2 separate regions of the Mus musculus genome follow, and region 2 is linked to region 1. A link is a contact called in public Micro-C data. All regions are on one chromosome and are shown on one strand. The core of a region is the stretch at or near the end of the contact, and the rest is flanking DNA. Distances in the headings are between cores, read along the strand shown. Region 1 overlaps Blk (B lymphoid kinase). Region 2 holds the start of Blk (B lymphoid kinase).

Evidence for each region. A called contact is a pair of places that touch in the nucleus more often than the background predicts.
Region 2: a contact with region 1 is called in a Micro-C map of B cells, with 3 times the contacts expected there. The contact joins the promoter of Blk here to the enhancer-like site in region 1. A contact is called at or near these places in 18 of 39 promoter capture datasets (the 3T3-L1 cell line, 3T3-L1-derived adipocytes, the C10 cell line and 11 more), 9 of 484 Hi-C or Micro-C datasets (B cells, the HL-1 cell line, the N1E-115 cell line and 5 more), 4 of 115 datasets of contacts at active chromatin or transcription factors (T-cell acute lymphoblastic leukemia, embryonic stem cells, microglia and 1 more) and 4 of 9 other capture datasets (adipose tissue, embryonic stem cells, liver and 1 more).

The regions. Positions count from the first base shown.
Region 1 is chr14:63,381,162-63,385,340 of GRCm38.p6, forward strand. It overlaps Blk (B lymphoid kinase), which reads right to left. Exons shown (of 13, transcript NM_007549.2): 4 at 3,678-3,771; 5 at 2,768-2,866; 6 at 1,475-1,578; 7 at 23-169. Among named protein-coding and RNA genes, the nearest start is that of Gm46458, 12 kb to the left of the region's middle. Within about 2 kb of position 2,405, at least 17 of the 459 cell types and tissues checked have an H3K27ac peak or open chromatin away from gene starts, as enhancers often do. A contact at or near this core is called in B cells, where this site is marked.
Region 2 is chr14:63,415,130-63,419,308 of GRCm38.p6, forward strand. It overlaps Blk (B lymphoid kinase), which reads right to left and starts at 2,058. Exons shown (of 13, transcript NM_007549.2): 1 at 1,640-2,058.

The sequences.
Region 1 (4,179 bases), core at 1,155-3,654:
AGGGATTCCCAATGCCTCTTACTTGAATAGTGCTGCACCAGGGCCTGGAGGGTGGGAAAGGTGATCCGGGGGGAGATGTAATAGCCTCCATTGTCCAGTGATCGGATCTTATAGTGCTTGACCACCTCCCCCTGGGTGGTGATATCTTTCACGGACAGGGAAAAGGCACCTACAGGGTTAACAGATACATGCAAAGTGAGACACAGTAATGCAAACCCAGGACCATAGTTGGCACTTGTGAGATGTGAAGAAGGTTCCCCATATTCTGGACTCAGTCCTCAGCCATCTCAGCATAAATTCCCTTCCTTTTGTCTTAACCCTGTTCCCTATTGGCTGTCTGACCCAGACTTCCCTCCAAGTCCCTAGACTGCCAGGGAATCAGGAACTCTGGAGCAGACAGGACCGTTTCTCAGCTATCTATAGGTCCTCTCTTGGGGATGCCTAGAATACTCAGAAATGAGAGGTCTCCAGCGGACTTGGAGCTTAAATATCTTTGATTGGAGGGACTCAGGATTTGGGAGACTCAGGGCCTCCAGTGCAAATGTCCTTCCTGGAAGCAAGATGCTCACCAGAGGTCTTTCCAAAGTCACACTGTGCTTTACAGTTTGTGTTGACATTTTTGTATAGACAAGGAAGCAGGTGGCAAGGCACAGAGGAAGAGTTTCCCGCTAAGAAACTTCTTCCTGAGCCTTTATAAAATGCCTCTGTCCAGCCCTGTGGCTGCCACAGAATCTCCCATTTTCAAATTAGTTGTGAAATGGGGCCATTGCATGAAGATTAGGAGAAGAGTTAGCTACAGTAGGCTTAGGGGCACTGAGAAGGAGGCACCCTACCCTTCCTATGAACACGTGTTTGAGGAGCAGTCCCACTCTCCACCACGAGGGGTCAGGCCTGCACACCTTTCTGTATGAGGACCTTGATACTGTTGCACATTGTTTCAGATGCTCTGCAGGCATAGCAGTCCGCATCTTAAGACCTTTTTCCTCTTGTGTCTTTCTTGCTAATCTGTCTCTCACAGTCTACTTGCAAAAGTGCACCAAGAGGCTGCCTTCCTGTCCATCGCACCTTGAGGTTGCCACAGCCCTTGCTCTTTCCTGTGACCTGCCACTTGCTGACTGAGATGCTTTTTAAAGATTCTCCAATCTTGACTCTTTGATTCCAAAATGTGCTGGGGGACTGATGGCTATCTGGTATCTTTCCTTTCTCAGCCCCATCTGCCTCAGTTCACTAGTTTGTGGCCAGTTTGTGGCCACTGTAGCATTTGGGTGTTTCCACGACCCCTGCTATCCAGTAGTGTCAGTCTTGGGACCAGGAGAATACCTGGTGTGGACAGCCTCAAAGCAGCTCCCAGGCAGGGACATGGGACAGAAGCCATGGAACAGGTATCCCTGGCACTCCAGATCAAGGCCTCACTGAGGGCTTCCTAGGACCGTGCACACATGGCAAGTGGGGCCAGCGAGGCTCCTGAACCAACCTTTATTGCTCTCACTCTCTCTGATGAGAAAGGAGCCGGCCTTGTTCATCGGAGCCAGCAACTGCCTCTCAGCATCCTTCCGGCTGATGGTCCTGAAGAACCATCTGGAAAATAGCAAGAGTGGGTGAGCCTCAGAGTTGGTGATACCCCTAAGTCGATCCTGAGATGTCCCTCACATCCTGTTCAGTCAGATGGCCCCTCAGTCCCTGCAACCCCACTTCATCCCATCAACTTCTAGGTTCACATTTTGGATGAATGTGATGAAGCAAGAACATGAGTTAGGTAACCTTCATCACTGCTAGTCTGTGAGATAGCTCCTGATCCTCCACCACCCTTCTCCTGGCATGAGTTTTCAGTTTCCTTGCTGTCTGAGCCAATGATGTCACTGCCAGGGACTTTCTGGGCCTGGATTCCTTCCGATTCACCTCTCTTTAGCATGGGGCTTTTCAACACATGCTGTGGACAGATATAAAATGCTCCTTGCAGGGTTGTATATGTTTGAAGATGTGGTCCCTGGCTAGTGGTGTTCTTGTGGGAGGCTGTGGAACCTTCGAGATATGAGGTCTAGTTGGAAGCCATGGGAGTGGCACTGGAGGTGACAAGCCAGCTCAGCTGCCCTGGTGAAGCTCAAGCTGCTTCCTGGTCCACTGATCTGTGAGAGGTGCCTGGCTGTACATTCCTACCATCATGAACATCGTGAGCAGGGTGTATCTTTCCTTTCATGCTATCATGTACTCTCTCTAACCGTGATCCAAAATGAAGCCTTCCTTAAACTATATAAATTTTAAATAGTGATGAAAGAAATAACTGATACAACATGTTTCTGGGGGAAAACCCATGGTGCGTGGGAAGGGTAAGGAAGCAGGTAACGTCACCACCATGAGGTGGGGCATACTCATGTCTCTGCACTATGTGAAGGAGTAGGGGAATGCCCCCGGTGGAGCTTGCTGGTGTGTGAGAGCTGGTGATGAGAAAGTTGAAGATGCCTCGAGGACTGAGCCTGTCTCTGGCAGTGGTGGGGAATGGTCACAGGACATAGAGCTTTGCTATGGATTCTGGAGGGAACCAGACACTGTGGGCAGTCTCATCTAGAGAAGCTAGGAATCAGTAGCTCTTCTTTCAGAGGGAAGACAGACTCCCTTGGCATCATTCAGAGTGTTAGAAGAGAGCCAGAACTTTCCATTCCTGGCCTCTCACCAACAGCCACTACTAAGCTCACTTTCTGGCCCTGCCGTACCCAGAGCAGTGAGAGCAGCCCTGCCGCCTCTGGCTTGACGAAGTCTATTCACCTACTTTTCTACTTCCAGAGTCTCTACTGGGGCCACAAAGTTGCTGGGCACATAACCTTCTCTTCCTGTGACGAGTGACCTGGCCAACCACCAGTCTCCAGTGCTAGAGGAAGAAGGGGAGACAGAAATATGTCAGAGGCTCACACAAGACACACTGAGCAGCTCTCAGCACCCTACAACAGATCCCAATCTGGTAAGAGACAGTAACACAGAGAGAGACAGACAGACAGCCTGGTGATAAGGAGGTGCCGTGGGAGTGGCCCATCCACTGGGCCATGTGACAGGCAGAAGGGGTCATAGTGCAGAGGAAGGGTAGATTTGCTTGTATAGCCTGACAACCTGATCACCATGCCCTTTACTAAGTGGCCCCTGTCTCAATGGATGGGGCAGGTCCAAAAGTTATGAATGAGTTGGACCTGGCTAAGAAAACAAACCCAGGAGGGGGCTTGACAAGGGAGGAACTGGAAAGCTGTGTAGAATCTAAGATCAGGGCACTCACTTACACGTTCAATTCAAACCCACTGCAGACCTTTAAGAATAAAGTCAGACCTTGGTGTTGCATGGTGTGGGCCTGAAGGGTGGAGGAAGGAAGAAGGGAGAACATAAGCAGACTGGAGGGTGTTCTGAGAAAGAACACAGAGAGTAAGCCAAAGTGGAGTGGCTATGTGGGATCCAGGGAGGTGTCTCGTTAGATTTTAACAGCAGCCAGAAGGCCAGACGTGGAAACCACCTTACCAGAAAGACTTGGAGGGAAGGACAATGACCCATGCCTAAGAGAACCCCGGAACTCAGGAGAGGGAAATGGCAAGAGAGAAGGCCATTTAGGGGTGCCCCAGGGATGGGGTGGGTGAACTAGGGAAGTAGACAATGGGGGGAGGTCCTTGATGACTGGGGACAGGATGCTAGAAATTTACCTCCTCAAGACCTGGAGCTTCTCACCCTTCAGCACCTGAAGGTCCCTGTCATTCACAGCGGCATAGTCAAACAGAGCCACCACAAAACGCTCCTCTGGAAAGAACAAGGAAGAGATGGCTACCACTGGGGTCCACAACTGAAGTAGAGGTCTGGGGGAAACCATCTTCCAGGTCCTAAGAGCGTTAGTGAGAGGAAGCCACATGAGGCTATACTCTCAGCAATGAAGAGGGGATTCTCAGGAAGTGACACCAGACCCACAGCCACTCTAGGAATAGGCCGACCCTCATTGCCTGGCTCATCTTCCTTTCAGAACTAAGGCCTAGACAAAGATTGAGGGTGGGGGAGCAGCTACATGGAGGCAGCCATTGCCAGCCCTTAGAGGGCTGTAGGCCCAAGTCTAAGAGCCAGTAGCTGATCCTGAATCCAACTTGCCTCTGAAGTATCCCCTCAGCATCATTTCCCAGCCTCTATCCCAAAGGTCATGTGACCACTCCAGCCCCG
Region 2 (4,179 bases), core at 808-3,307, 34 kb after region 1:
GGACCACTCTCGCTCTGAGGCAAGATGAGTACAATTTTTTTTTTGAACTTTTTATTTTGAAGCAATTCTAGAATTGTAGAAAAACAGCAGACACCAGAACTAATACACTAATACTGGCACAGTGGCACCAGGAACATTGTAACAGTGGCCTGTAACTTTATCACCTGTGTTTGTTTTCTGTGATCCTGACAGTCTCAAGGATTTACACATTGTAGAACACCCCTCAGTTTGGACCGATATGGTCATTCGGTCTGGTTGGGCGGTGTTGCGAGTTTGAGGAATGAGGTGCATGGTGGCAGAAGTTCACAGCAGCAACATGTCCTGTCCTCGGTGAAGTTGATCTTGGTAACTTGCCTAACCTAGGGTCTGTCTTGTTATCTACTATACAGCTACTGCCTCTGCCTCTCATACTGGAGGCTCAGGTCCCTGTCAAGGTCAGGGGGACTAGCCCCCCTCCTGCAGACATGGCAAGAGAATGCCCCACAGTTCCAGATCATTAGCAACACTGTGTTATTGGTGGTGTGGGCCAGTAAGGATGAAATCAATGACCAATTACAAAGTGAACGGAGAAGCTGCCAAATTGTAAACATTGCCTGCATGTGCGTGTTCATGTGCACATGTGCATGGGTGTTTCTCCTCAGGAGGGAGCCACCTTGGGGTTTTAAGGTTGTTTGTGTGTTTGTTTGTTTTAGATCTCTCACTGGAGTAGAGATCATGGAGTAAGGAGACTAGCTGGCCAATGCACCCAGGAATGCTCCTACCCTACCTCCCCAGGACTGAGGGTTTTCACCTGTGTGCTAGAGGATCAAACCCATGTCTTTATGCTTTCGAGCCAAGCACTTCACTGAGCTATCTCCCTAGCCCAAGTATAAGTAAGCAAAGCAACTTTTTTTTTTTTTTTTTTTTTTTTTTTTTTTTTTTGGTTTTTCAAGACAGGGTTTCTCTGTAGCCCTGGCTGTCCTGGAACTCACTTTGTAGACCAGGCTGGCCTCGAACTCAGAAATCCACCCGCCTCTGCCTCCCAAGTGCTGGGATTAAAGGCGTGTGCCACCATGCCCAGCTAGTAAGCAACTTTTAAACATCCTTTCAAAACGTGTTAACAACTATTCTTTCCTTGGGCTACCTTTACTAACAAAACATATCTTGGCCAAAAAGGTTGTTAGTTCCATCACCATAATACCCAAAAATCCAAATAATTTCATTAAAAACCAGAGAATCGAGAGTAATCACCAGACACACTGATCTTGAGCCAGGTGGTGCATATCACCTCATTGGACTCTACACAGTGGCTCCAGTTACTTTCCTTTCTAACAGGCTGGGGAACTTGCCTCTAGCCCCATAGCTGGTCTGTATGTTCCCGGCTATCTTCTCCCACATCCCATGTCTTCTGGTGGACCTTCACTGCCCTTCCCACCTTGGAGTTACACCACACAATCTACCCTAGGTGGGTGAACTTTTATAAATTCAAAGACCTCTCAGGAATAAACAGTAGGATGCCTTATTCATAGCTGTAGGACAGAGCATGTGAATTCTATGAGTAGCAGCCATAGCAATGTTCCTGCCCATTCACCCATCTCACAGGCCTCAGAGCACCGTTCACACTGGGTAGAGCTGCCCAGGAGCCAGCTGAAAGGCCTACCTTGCAGGGCTTCAGTAGCTTCTCAACATAGCTGTGCAGATCCCAGGGTCTGTGTGGTTGAAGAACTTTCTAGCGGCAACCAGAAGCTCTGGACCCAGTTAAGAAAAGCCAATCCCATCCCCAGATGGATTCTTCTCATCTCAGTCAGCTTCAGTGGCTTGTGGCTTCCTGCCAACAGCACACAGAGGTGTGTGTGCCCCCTGTTGTGATCAGACCGCCATGAACAGCCCTAAGAAGCAGCTCAGTGGGAGCTCTGCCCTCCAGTCAAGTCTTCTGGAGACTTCTGGCTCCTCAGCCCCGGAGGTGTTTCTGAGGAAGTTTCATGGGCACCTGACCTTCAGCCAGGCTGGTCATGATGCCCCTCTGCCACCCCAAAGTTTTCTCATGGGTTTTGGTTCACCACACGGCTGGTGTTTCCCCTTGGTTGGTTTGTTAGGGTCAACACACCTCCAACTATCTCCAGGAAGTATTTTTCAGAGGGTTCCGTCTGGGCCACCTGTGGGAACTAGGGCGGGGTTCTCTCAGTCCATTGGCTTTGCTTTGCTTTTAAATGATGCTAATATTAGTGGGGTCACAGGATGGTGTGAGCATTCAGTGGCAGAACAGATGTGACTGGACTGTATAGAATTGATGCTCAGTACACACAAATCCCTCCATGTTTGATAGTGTTGTATCAATGTGTGAATCTGATCTCAGAGGTTTTTTTCAACTGATCACTTTACCTGTCAGTGAAAACTCAGAGAAGAGACAGTGAGGTGACAGGAAGGGTGGCACCATGGTTGATTATATCCTTTCCGATGTCAGTCAGGGGTTAATGGGACCAGGAAGGTTGTTGAGAGGACCTGCTGGCCCAGAAGACATCATGGACCACCGATCACCTTGCTCATCCAGGTGTCTCAAGGGCAGACTCTCCCTTCTCTTTAATGTCTAGGAGCCTTGATCGAGTAGATCATCGGTCTGCCAGTTTCTACACCACAGCTCATGATCTGTACCCATATGGAGCATCCTTTCTGGGACTTTAGGGCTAAGAGAGTGTTCACTGCAAGTCCTTGTAGGAAAGAGCTATCAGAAGCTCTTTGCAGTGGGGCATGGAGCTCTTGGTTCTATGGGCTGTTGCTTGTCCCCTAAGGTTTCATAGGAACATGTATAAATGTTCCTATCACAGTATTTAGGATAGAGTAGACAGCTAATGTGTTCAGCTGCAAGAAATAGGCACACGTGTGTGGGAAACAAAGGACCATCTCAGAAGTTACTACCTATCGGGATTTTGCTGTTGTTGGTTTTTTGTTTTTGGCAAGGTCTCTCACTGGCTTTCAACTTTCTAAGCAGGATAAGATGGCTGGCTCCTCAGTCCCAGGAATCCTCTTGTCTCTGCTTTCTACAGGCTGGAATCATAATTGCATACCAGCATTTATTTTATTTTATCTTATTTTATAGCAGGTTCTGAGGACCAGACTTGGCTTCTTCTGCTTGTAATGAAAGCAATTGGCCAACTGAACTATCTTCTCAGACCTTGAACAGAGAATGTTTGGACTTGAACCTGTGCACTTGAGCCTGAGGCTGGGAGAACACGAAGGGATGACATGGAACCAGCTTCCTCTGCCACTCCCTCATCTTCCCAGAGCAGAATAGGAGGGATGGGGAGAGTTTGCTGAGAGGAGAGTGATTCCAATTTGCTTATGGCTTTGGCCTTGGTATAGTCTGAGAAAAACTCACCCTTCTGTTTACCACAGATGTTGGATGCACACACGCACACGCACATGCACACACACGAACAGATAGATTCCAGCAACCACTCAGAAAAGAACAGAGAAATGATGTTGCTGTTGGCTTCAGATGTCTGAGCAGAAGTGAAAGCTAATTTCAGCCATTTTAACCCTCACAAAGTCACAGGGCCCCCGAGAAAGCTGTTGGGGAGAAGACCCAGGGGAGAGATGGTGAAGGGTTAGACAGTATCCTTTGTCAGACAGTTTATAAAGTTAGGGAGCCTCAGCAGGTCTTGTCAGGACAGCACTGAGACCAGACCTTTGCTCTGACTCCTGGGGTTCTGTGCTCAGCCTGACTGCCTCTCTCTGTCATTTTCCCCATTTATTTTTGTGCATCTGAGGTGACTTATGCAAATCTCAGGGCTCTCTTTCCATGACTCTACACCAACCTTCTGATAACAACTCATCTATAATTAAAATCAAAAGATGTGAGTAATAGAATGGTCAAGTTGAAAAATGTTCGGATAGTCCAAGCCAAGATTCACCTCAAAGGTGGTGGTATGAGACATTACATAGTCCCCTTTAACAGTAACAAGTATATCAGACAAAATTGTCAACGAAACAAATACAAAGAACAACTTTCAGATCATGGGAAATGCTCGGTCATTAAGAATTTTATTATGCCAGGATTATTGTAATGCCCGGCACACAGGATGCTATTTGGAATAAGGAAAAATCATAGGTTTTCTGGTACCTGTGGTAGGCTTGGTCCACAGGCCAATGAAAACCAGCCACTGTACTAGGAAGAGAAAGCAGGTTTGGTTTTGGGTGTGG